2 separate regions of the Gossypium hirsutum genome follow, and region 2 is linked to region 1. A link is a contact called in public Hi-C data. All regions are on one chromosome and are shown on one strand. The core of a region is the stretch at or near the end of the contact, and the rest is flanking DNA. Distances in the headings are between cores, read along the strand shown. Region 1 has its middle 24 kb from the start of LOC107955670. Region 2 has its middle 14 kb from the start of LOC107951886.

Region 1 (6,067 bases), core at 2,147-4,646:
AATGGAAATTGTAGGATCCATGGATAGATCCTTAGAAAAGGATTTGACACAAAAGATACAATTAATTTCTTCCTCCAATATATGCCCTTTTTTTTTAAAAAGAAAACTAAAAAAATAAAAGTCATCATTTAAATTTTTTTTTCTTCAAATTGGGTTCTTAATGAAGATAGATATAATTAGCTTTCTTTTATATATATATATATATATATATATAAAGTCATCAATTTAAAAATGAATGAACATATGTATTGCACTTTAAGCCAAGTAGAAATGACAAAATGTAATTGTCCTAAGAAGGAAAAGATTTGTTTGTGGGTTCTCAAATTCATAGGAATGTGCAATTTGCACGTAGGCATTATGGTGAGCTCCATTCAACCCGTCTTCGTCGCATCCAAATATACATTGCAATTGAATCTTTCACATTAAAAACAGAATTAAAAGTTCGATAAAGAAAACACAGAATTAGAAGTCATAAAATTTGTAATGGTGAATTTTAAAAATAATAACTCTTGTTTGTCTCATATTACATTTTAGTCACTTATGTTTGAAATGCTATGTTTTAGTCACTTATGTTTGAAATGTTATGATTTAGTCACTTATGTTATCGTTTTATTAAGAAGTGGTCACTTTACCGTTAAACTCCGTTACCTCCCTAATGGCAGTCTTACGTGACAGTCCAAATAAATTTTAAATGTCAACTTGGATGTCAGATTGTTGGGATGAAAATAAGTTTTTAATTAAATAAATTTAATTTGGACTGCCACGTAGGACATCCAAGTTGGCATTTAAAACCTATTTAGTCTACCGCGTAGGACTGCTATTAGGGAGGTAATGGAGTTTAATAGTAGAGTGACCACTTCGTAAAAAACAATAACGTAAGTGACTAAAACATAACATTTCAAGCATAAATGACTAAAATGTATTCTATGGCAAGCAAAAGTGACTATTTTTGTAATTTACCCAATTTATACATATTTTTTATAAATTAATTATAATTTATATATAAATTATTATTATTTTTTCTTTTCTATTAATAAAGTGTTTTGCTATAATTTAGTGAGAATGAATAAAACTCATGAATCAAAATATTATTCTTTAAAATCATTACATTAATCAATAAAAGTCGTATTTGAGTAAAACTCTAAACTTAAAATCACATCTTTTCAATTGAGATACAATAAAAACCAAATAGTTTTTATGAGTTTTCTTTATGAAATACCAACATATTATAAATTTTTTATATGATCAATTTAACTTGTACAACTTCTGAATATTAAAGATTTTATTTGTTTTAGCCCCATGTGATAACATGATGGTTAAGGTTTTTCATTGCTTTAGGTGTGGCTTAGGTTCGAATCATGTTAGTTGCATTTTTTATTCGAGTTTTGCCTTGTTATTATAATTCATCAAAAAGAAATTCTATTTATTGAATCGTCATTTATCTTTTAATCATGTGGTTGAAAATTTGATATGTTAATTTTTCTATAAAAATTCTATTTATTCTTTTTAGCAATTAATTTTGGTCAATAGTTTCAAAACATAAGTCAAAGTATGGGTCTTGAAATCAAAATGATTGAACACCACAAATCCCTCATTTATGTACGAAGATTCAACAACTCAATCCATGCTAACATAGTAACATCCATATTTTTCCTACTCACAAAATTCAAAGAAAATGAGAAAACATAAAATAGAGAAATTAAAATAAAAAGACATTATTAAGAAAAAAGGCATTGGCCATATGCTCGTGGATATCTCTAGCATGTGACAAATGGCATAATAAGCACCTTTTAATTCTAATAATTTGCACAGAAATAAGATAAAATATAATTGAGAGAAATATTGCCGACACAAAGATTGGCAGAGATTAGAACAGAATAACATTACTATAAAATACCTCATAGTTAAAATGAAAAAGGAAACCATCAATGTCTTTGAAAATATGATAAAAGAAAGATTTAATTATGAGTGAACGAATATAAAAGTTATACGTTAATAAGTTGCTGATATTGTATGTAATTTAGGGTTAGATTTTTTATATTATTTTACATTAAATTAACTAAAATTATTGATTTGTAGGTTGAAATTTTGGAAGAGGAGGATAGGGAGGCAGAAGGGAAGAAAAGAGGAATGTCCACCCACACGCACACATGCGTCTCATTTGCCTTTTGGCTTTTACCATTCAATTAATATATAAATAATAAAAAGTTGCGATGCACATTAAAAGTGTTCCAGTTGTTGCACGAGGGCCTCTTTTTTGTTCTCTTCTGCTTTTCTTTTTCTGCCAGAAATGAAATTCATATATATGGTAAGTACTTCAATTTTCTTCCCTTTCCATCCCCTTCCTCACATTAATTATTTTCTCTTCATTATTGATTCCCCCACACACATATTTTTCAATCATTGCACTCTCCACACATGCGTGCACTGTATGTGAACAAGGTTCACGAATTATTCTTCAATTTTTTTTTCCTGTCAAATTATAAATTATTTATACTGTATTTTTTGCAACTCAATTACGTGCAAAGATTAAACTCATCACTCACACTAGATGTCGATAGAGTCTATTGCTACTTCTCTAAAGCAGTGGTTGAAAGGATCGGGTTCAAACCTAATAACTCAAATAATATATGTTTATAAAAAAATTTTAGATCATAGGATGATTGAAAACCCTATGCTAAAAGTGCGAAATAAAGGAAGAAGGGGGGGATTAAGAGATTGTACTTGATTGAAATGATTGAAAAATGGCCAGTTCATAATAGTGGTTGGCACTCGGCAATGTGTCACAAACTATGACGTGTTACTATTGGACTCGTACAATTTATCTGAATGATACTATTACTAACGAATCAGGTTGTCAAGTACCTGTAGGTCCCGTAAGATTGAAAATCAATGTTGCCTAACTTGTTTGCATTGAACAATCTTGATCGATGAACTTAGGCGGATTAAATGTTTTTCATCAGCTAAGGAGATGATGGTAAGGTGTTCGATAAATTGCGGAAATGAAGGATTGTCAGTATCTTAGATTGGCAAAGATTTTGAGGGTAGTGGATCCGCTTCACTGGGTAGCTTTAAGACCAAGTTTGTCTTCTTTGTTGCGACCAAAACTTCATAATGGGCAATATGCACTGTTGGTGAGGGCATTAGTAAATGAACCATCACAATCGGACTCGGACCCAATATTTATTTTATCTTCTATGGAAATTAATCTTAAACTTTTGCCCAAACTTTTTTGTATTTAATAAGATTTTCTTCGTGATACGTAGAGGTGTGCACGGATGGAAGTTTATCCAAATGAAATGATGGGTAGTTAGTATATAAACAAAATTGAATTATCTATATTATTGTACATGATGTTACTTGTTTAGTTGCTTCTTTCTTTTGTAAGTTTACTATTCAAATTCCTTTTTAAAGGCAAATGAGTTTATCTTTCACTCAAACGGGTCATATGATGAACCCAAGACTATTTCATTGATTTATGTGACTGGAATGTATTTATCCTTGACTTGAAAATCGAAAATTTTCACTCAATACCCGGGATCCTACACTTGAGTTGTACTCGAATACTAAAACCTTATTGGTACGTGCATTAAGGAGCATAGGTGTGCATGTCTTTGTCCCTTCCTTTTACAAAATAGGTTAAGCCATGATTCACAAATTTTTTGTCGGTAAATTTAGTGGGTTGTTTAGTTGTTATTCATGAAAGGTTAATTTAGTGGTTGTTATTCATTTTTTTAACGAAAAACACGATAGAAATGCAGTTATTCAGTGTTCGGTTTTGTGTTCTAAATATAGTATCTCTGTTTTGTATATTTGTATTTTTTAAATAAATTAATTAATAAAAAATTCATTGCTTACATTAATATTTTTTTATAAAATGTCCTCAATGGTTTTTGAATGCAAAGTAAAATGAAAGTAAATATTGGCTTACTAATTATCTAATACTTAACTAATGCTAATTGGTGTTACGTTGTTAAATTGTAATACAAAAACACATCTTGTTTTAGTAGATGAACTCAAACATGTCCTTAGTCTAATCCAAAATGTGCAAACCGATTGAAAGACTAATATATTGTTTATCAAGTCCAACTGGGGATATGCTTTATCTTGAGCATCAAAGCGGATGACTCCCAAAAGATAAATATATAGATGTGACTGGCTGGACAAATAGTATAAAGGACAGGACCCAAGTAGAATAAATTTTGTATCAGTTTATTGATTTATACACTTGTTACTCGTATACTTTGATACAATTAAAAGCTTAAGTTCAAATATATAAGAAACTGAAAGCTGGTGCGTTGGGTATACGACTTCTATAGGATGGATCATATTGGGAGAATGGATTTATCCTAAAGAGATTAAGGATATCCCATGAAGGTAATATACTTATGACAAGGTCAATGAATAAGCACTTTGAGTAGTTTTCGTAATGGTATGTAATTAGTGAGAGCTCAATTGCAATTCTATAGTAGAATGACTTTGTGACTAGATAAGTTTATATAATTAATAGGCGAAAAGTTGAAACTTAATTATAAATTATTTGATCCCTAATTATATATATCCAATTAGTCCCTCTACTAGTTCGTTGAAATCATAAATAAATTTTATGTAAAAGAAAATTAAAAAAATGAATGAAAATGATGAAGTTAGAGAAATGAGTCATATTCACAAACTCGATTTTCAATTTTTTTTAAAATTCTGTTGTAACTGAAAATTGATTTCTTAACCGAATTTTTCCAAACAATTTGTATCAGAGTCAGGTTGTGCTATGTTTATAATATAAACCAATTCTGGAATTTCTCTCTTATTCATGTTTGGTTAATTTTGATAAGATGTTGCATCTTTTAACTATATACATGTTTTGGGTTGTGTATATGAATGAATATATTTTTAATTATTTTATTATATATGATAAAGTAATTTTACCAAATTTGTGATTCCTAAAAATTAGATCGTATGTATCAATCTTTACAGTGAATGCATTTTCTCACTAAGTACAAAAGATTACAAAAAAATTAAATTAATTTCCTCGAATTATTATTGTGAAAATAAAATAAAATAAAAAATAAAAATAAAAAACACAAAGATTTTTACGTAGAAACCCTTTTGGGAAAAAAACCACGGGTAGAGGAGAAGAAAATTCACTATATCGAATTCGAATTTTTACAAGAAGAATAGACTTTATCTATTTATAGGCTTGTAAAGCCATATTCTAGTAAGACTGAAACACCTTATTCTAATCAATATCAAATAGATATAATTTAATAAGGTTTAAAAAACCTTATTCTAAAATAAAATAAAAGAAGTGTAATTCTATATGGATTCTTCTTTTATTTTATTTTACCACTGTATTTTATTTAAATAAGGATTCGGGTCACTTAATTCTAACAATCTCCACCTTGACACGAATTCTCAATGAATAAGTTCTTCATCGCGAACTCTCAACGAACAAGTTCTCCACCTCTTTCATAAAACCCCTTAAGGGTTTAACTTCAACAATGAACACCAACCAAGTTTGAGCAATGCTCAAACTTGGTTATAGGAATTGACTTAGTCATCATATCTGCAGGATTTTCATGAGTACTAATTTTGCTGACAACAATATCACCACGAGCAATAATATCACGAACAAAATGATACCGAACATCAATGTGTTTTGTTCTCTCATGAAACATTTGATCTTTTGTAAGAAAGATGGCACTCTGACTGTCACAAAATACTGTGCTGATTTGAAGGTCTTCATTGAGTTTACTAAAGAGCCCCTTCAACCAAATAGCTTCTTTACAAACATCAGTAATCGCCATGTACTCAGCTTCAGTGGTAGACAAAGCGACTGTAGTTTGCAAAGTGGCTTTCCAACTGATTGCACAACCTCCGATTGTAAAGACATAACCTATGAGAGATCTTCTTCTATCAAGTTCTCCAGCAAAATCAGCATCAACATACCCAATGACTCCAACTCTAGTTCTTCCAAACTGTAAGCAAACATTAGTAGTACCTCGTAAGTATCTTAAAATCCACTGAACTACTTTCCAATGTTCTTTACCGGGATTCGCCATATATCTGC
Region 2 (6,067 bases), core at 944-3,443, 110 kb after region 1:
TGATGGTAAACTTATATGAGTTTTATGATTTTGTTTATACTCTGTTCTAAAATCATAATTTAATCTTTGAGAACTTGAATTTTAGAATTTGAATTTCAAAAGTAGTATAAATTGTGTAATAAACTATTTATAAATGTAACATCATGATAATTTCTTAAATATATGGATTTGTTAAATGTTTATTTAGTAATCAACTTGAATTTCTTTGAAAAATAATAATTTATAAATTCATATTTTTTATACTTTTCAAATATATAATATATATTGAATTCAAACCAATTTGTCTATAACATATGGATTTCATTCTTAATATTTCCATAATAAATAAAATCTAAATCTAAATCTAAATTTTCAAATGCACATTTCCCACCTGAGTATAATAATATTTAAGAGTATTTATATAAAGTATACACAAGTTCAAACTTATTACACTTAAATCCAACTAATGAAGCCATGGTAGGTGAGGTCCTTGATATCCTAATTTCGAATCCATGTCATACTTAAATATTATATGCATGCTCTTCTATAGCTTATATATATTTTTGTAATGATTTGATTCTAGTTATATCTTTTTAAAGTAAATTATATTAATCAAGAAGGATATAGTACCATATTATAGCAGAAGAACACACCATCAAGATAGCAAAAACCACGCTATCCCTTGAAGATTCTAATTATAGTTATTCGAATATATATTATTAGTGATTATAGTTATAAATTTCTTAAAGAAAAAGTATATCGAATAATGAATTTAGTTTAAAGTGGGCATAAAATAACAACCATGTTAACTTAAAATTAGAGTTTACATTTGGTGAATCTTAAAAGTGGGGAGTGGGATCTCAAATGATGAAAGATACAAGGTTTGTTTATGTAGTCCAAAGCTCAAAGGAATGTTATATGTACCAAAAGCACTTAGCTCATATAGCTGTTTCAGGCATTGCAAACATTTAGCTAAAGTGGCTGTAATACGATGTTACAATTCATGGTTTCAGGTGTTTTCATTGTCAATATTCATCCATCACTAAGGGTTATAGTATGCAACTGAAAATGTAATTTAAAACAGGCTTAAAAGTGAGGTGAAGTAAACCTGCAACTCTGAAAGAAAGCATTGATGGCATATAGTATTATTTGTTTAAAGCAAAGAGGTGAAGATAAAGAAAGGGTATGTAGGTATAGCCCAAAAGGTGTGTGCTTCCAACCAACATTTTGCAAACGATTCTTAGCTTTAGGTTGGCTCCCACAGCAGAAGCCCCCATGTGCGAAAGGGTCCCCATTTCAATTTGTTGTGATGCTAAAGTGCTTGTCTTTGCTGTTGTTTCTTTCATTAATTCCCCCTTCTTTGCCAATCTTATTTTTATATTTTAGCCCACATTAGGTAACCTTATGTTGAAAAAGGGGTGCCAAAACCATGTGAACTGGTGGCGCTGCTTGGCCACTGTGAGAATGAAACTTAGCAACTGGTGGGGCTATCCCTTCCTCTCCAACAATCACACTATACAAAACAATGCCAATCTGCACGTTGCCCCCTCGTGGGTTTTTCGTATCAAACTCCTCCCATTCCTCTCACAATTGACAACTACCTGACAGTTTAAGTCACCCCATTTCACACGTTAGTTTCTTTTTCTTTCTACAAGAAACAAATATATATATATATGAATAATGCTTTATCATTTATGTTTTTCTTTTTTTCCCAAATTCCCTTTGTGTTTGCATATAAATGCTTGTTTTTCTTGACTGTCATCCTTTTAGATTCTATTCCCCATTTTCTTCTCTTTTTTTTTTCTCTTTCATTGCAGCTTTTCAAAGCATGGAATTTGATGAATCTTGTGTTGACTTAATATATAATCCAATTATTAACCTCAGAATATCTGTACCTTATTATTATCTCCCGAGAACTTTGAGCTGGAAACTTCACCTTGAAAATCTCTATCACTATTTTTAGCTTAAAAGAGTGCTGTTTTTTTTTTTTTCTCCTTAAAGAAAATAGGTCTTGGATAAGAATTTTCATATAACTATTTAGGCTAAACAAAAGATTCTCCAAAACTGTCTAACACTCAGAACAGCACTGTATAAATATATAGATGTTATCAGATTATCCTTTTTAAAGCATTATCTACATAAATCTCCATGTCCAAACTCTGATATCTTTTTCAATACTTTAGGGTATAGCTTTTGGTACCTGGTAGTCTGGAAGGCTAGCTTAAGCTCTACTTAATTAAATAATGCTTAATCAAAATGATTACTGTTATACTGTCAACAAATCAAAATCTCAGCTAATCCCATAATAGCCAATCTACAAGGCAAATCATGATCATACAACATAATTATTAATGAAATCGATCCACCAATTATAACATGAATGAACCCCATTATTTCTGGCAGGAAACATCGTCGAAACATGCTAGCTAGCTAGCTGCTTATAAAATCAAAAGGGTTGTTAGCTAGGTTATAATGAGCATGCAGATCTAAGATCGATTGATGATTTTCGTATAAAATTAAATCAGATTTTGTATCATAGCTCTTAGCTAATTTCCTGTATATATTTTTTGTTATTGCCAAGATTGCAAGCATGTGTTGGGGTACCCTTCTAAACCAACCAACCTCACATGGTTTTACACAAAGATTGCTAAAAATTGACAATTGACCACTGAAATATTCAATCACCAGAGTCTAATGGCTAGCTAAACCTAATTGTTTAGATTGAATAATTTGCAAATGATCTGTTCCTTTATTTCATGATCATAAAGTTGGAAAGTATTAATGTGTTGTCAATATCAGTCTATACAATGAGTAAAATTATATAAAATATAATTACCTCATCTGAAATTTTGGAACTAAGTATTTGTAAAGTAATTTGATTATAGGCTAAACCATCGATGTTAATGTATCATAATTTTGTTTCGTATTTTATGACAATTAAGAAGTTAGATTAAATTCATAATTAGACATTTGATAATACATTTTAAAGTTAGTGTTAAATACGAAAACTTGTTTATCATAATAGATTATGTATATGTCAGATAATGATTATAGTATATGTGTATAGCTTAATAAAAGTGTGATATCTTAAGTCAAATATATTCATGATTACAATCACTAATCGAGCTAGATATATTAAATCACATATCTCCCTTGCAGTGCATGAATTAAACCTGCATTTTCAATGAAATAAGTTGATCGGAACCCTCACGTTAACTCAAGAATAGATTAATATATATGTATATATTGGATAAAGTATCAGCAAAAATTTGAAGTGTATTATTGAAATGGACAAAGGAAAGATGTATGGTTTGTTGGCCTACTAGTTTTGGCCAATATGTCGGGCCATCGGGGGAAGCTAGATGCTCATTGCCACCATGCTTGCAAAGAGTTGAAGGTGTATAATTATCAACTCATTTCTTCTTTCCTTATTTTAAACCACTTTTTAATCACTACCCTAGCTAATCTTTGTAGCCCATTTTTCATACAATGCAACATGGGATAGCCCCATATTGTGCCCCAAAGCAAGTAGTTATCCAAACCCCAAAAGAATTTTATTTTTTTTAAAATGAATTCAATAATCAATTATATCAATCAAAATGAAACTATATATAGTACTTCATTGTAAAGTCAATGATTTTTTAACCTAATATTTAATTTACAGATTTAAAATCTGAGCTTTAGTATCTACAATATCTTTGTATATTCTTTTTTATACTGGTAAACAAAATGAATTACTTTTGTTATATATAAAAAATGAGCAAGGAAATTGAGAGTTTGGGGTAGAGAATGAAACTGCATTTGATTGGATCCCATAATTAAATGAATTTAGTTCATGGCATTCCTACATTAATTTATTCCATTGAAATTGGAGAGCATAATTGTCTAGATTACTTTTTAGGTCATGACAACAAAGTTTTGTATCTTATTGGATATAATAGTATATATTCATAATCCTAAACATTGTTTTTAAATAGAGGCGAATCTCAAGGGCGACAGGCCGCGCTTTGGCCGTCAAATATGATTTTTTTTTAATTTAGTCCTTTTATAAATAAATGAATTATAAATTAATATATAATATTTTTTTACTCTGGCCCTTTAAAAATGATAAAATTATAAATTAATACATAATAAATTTATATTTTAATTTATAAAAGTTATAATTAAATTTCTACCCTTGCTTTATTTATAGATTCACCCTTATTTTCAAATATATTCAGCTAATTATGAATCATGAAAAGACATATCATCACCTTAATATTTGCTACTAATTACTTTGTCTTTTTAATTATAAAAATTTTGATTGTCTTTTTGTGTGTGTTATTGCACATGGGAGCTGGTTAACCCCATGTGTGTTTTGGTACCATTTTAATGGTAATGAATTATAATTATGGATGCACTAAAGTGCTAAACCTAAGTAGGGATAATTAAAGAAAAAAGAAAAGGAATATTGATATAACTTTTTGGATGGGGACGAATGAAATAGTTCATTTTCTTCTGGATTTATCAAAACGAATAAAAAAGCCAAGAATCTGAATATAGTTATATTGTGGGCATGCATAATTGCATATAATTAGATTCAATCTCATATTATAGCGTATAAAAAATCAATAGGTATGATACTACCACTTCACCTATAACACCTTTTTTGGTTAAGGATTTTGAGCCCTTGGTAATTATTTTGATAATTAAAGGATTTGGTTTTTTTTCTTTTAACAATTTTATTATAGATTCTAATCGTATATGTTCTTTATACAATGTCTAAAACTATCCATAGTCCCTCCCAACCCATAAATAGGAGGATAATGCGCTTTAGCCAAAGGCGAATCTAGGGGCGGCTAAAATAGAATTTTTTTCCATTTTGACCCCTTAAAATTTTTAAAATTTTAAATTGGTAAAGGTAACATTACACTTTAGCCTCCCTTAAAAATGATAAAATTTTGATTTAATCCTTTAAAAATTATATTTTTACTATCGTAAAAATTACAATTTAATTCCCTCCTAAAAGAAATTTTTGGCTTCGCCTTTGGCTTTAGCGTACTCAAACTTATGTCCTCCTATACTGGCAACAATGCACATACCAATTGAATTAAGGGCCAATTTAACATTATTTCTCATAAGCACTTTTGGACCAAAAAGCACTTTTGAGCAAAAACTAAATTTTTCTACTTCTGTTTTTGGTTAAAAAAGTGCTTTTGCAAATTTTCTTTTTTTTGTCCAAGAAACACTTTTGAAAAGTTCAAAAGTATCTTATTTAACAATAATTTTATCTCAAAAATATTTTTTATTCTAAAAGTATTTCTGAAAAACAATACTAAACTGATCTTAAAACTCAATCCACACAACAATTAATACTTTATCTTTGTAAAAGGGATATAAAAGAATAAAAGTTGGAAGGGAATACAGCCCAATGGACCGAAATCATGTATGAAGGATCAATCTTCTTTAGAGGCCTTCAATCTGTCCATCAAAGGTTTTATTTTAATGGGCCTTCTTAATCTTCACCAACAAAATTCATGTGTTTTTGGTTTATGGTTAAACTACACAAGTAAGAAAAAGATTATGAATCTTATTAACATTTTAATTCTTCAAACTAAAAAAAAAAAACTCAAATAAGTTTCAAGTCATTTCCATCGTTGTTAGTGCAACAATTAGGAATATGTGAATTTGAGCATACTTAAACACGTATTCTTTTTATTTTTAAAAATCAAGAGGTTTATGGGTAATTATATTTTTGCAAGAATCGGTTTAAGGTAATTATATTATTGTTAAGCCATGTTTCATATATATATAGTATCAATGGTTAGTATTTGGTATGCTGATAATATAATTTTTTGTTAATTTCGCAAGTAGTCTTAAAATTTTATCTTATGTCTCCTTTTTAAAAATATTTATTGTTTTTAATATTATAATACACTCTTTATAAGACACTTATAAACCCTTTAACCCTGCATATGAAGTTTAAAAACTGCACTATCTGCCCTTGTATCAATTATATTATTGTATAATTATATGATTTTTTAAAAACAAACATATTAAAAAAATTATGATATGCCCCAAATTAAATTTTAATAATTAAACTAAAAAT

The links. A called contact is a pair of places that touch in the nucleus more often than the background predicts.
Region 2: a Hi-C map of leaf shows a contact between it and region 1, with 4 times the contacts expected there. The contact joins two enhancer-like sites. A contact is called at or near these places in 3 of 34 Hi-C or Micro-C datasets (leaf and petal).

Annotation. Positions count from the first base shown.
Region 1 is chrA07:83,210,940-83,217,006 of Gossypium_hirsutum_v2.1, forward strand. No RefSeq gene overlaps it. Among protein-coding and RNA genes, the nearest start is that of LOC107955670, 24 kb to the right of the region's middle. Within about 2 kb of position 3,397, at least 1 of the 9 cell types and tissues checked has an H3K27ac peak or open chromatin away from gene starts, as enhancers often do.
Region 2 is chrA07:83,325,903-83,331,969 of Gossypium_hirsutum_v2.1, forward strand. No RefSeq gene overlaps it. Among protein-coding and RNA genes, the nearest start is that of LOC107951886, 14 kb to the right of the region's middle. Within about 2 kb of position 2,194, at least 2 of the 9 cell types and tissues checked have an H3K27ac peak or open chromatin away from gene starts, as enhancers often do.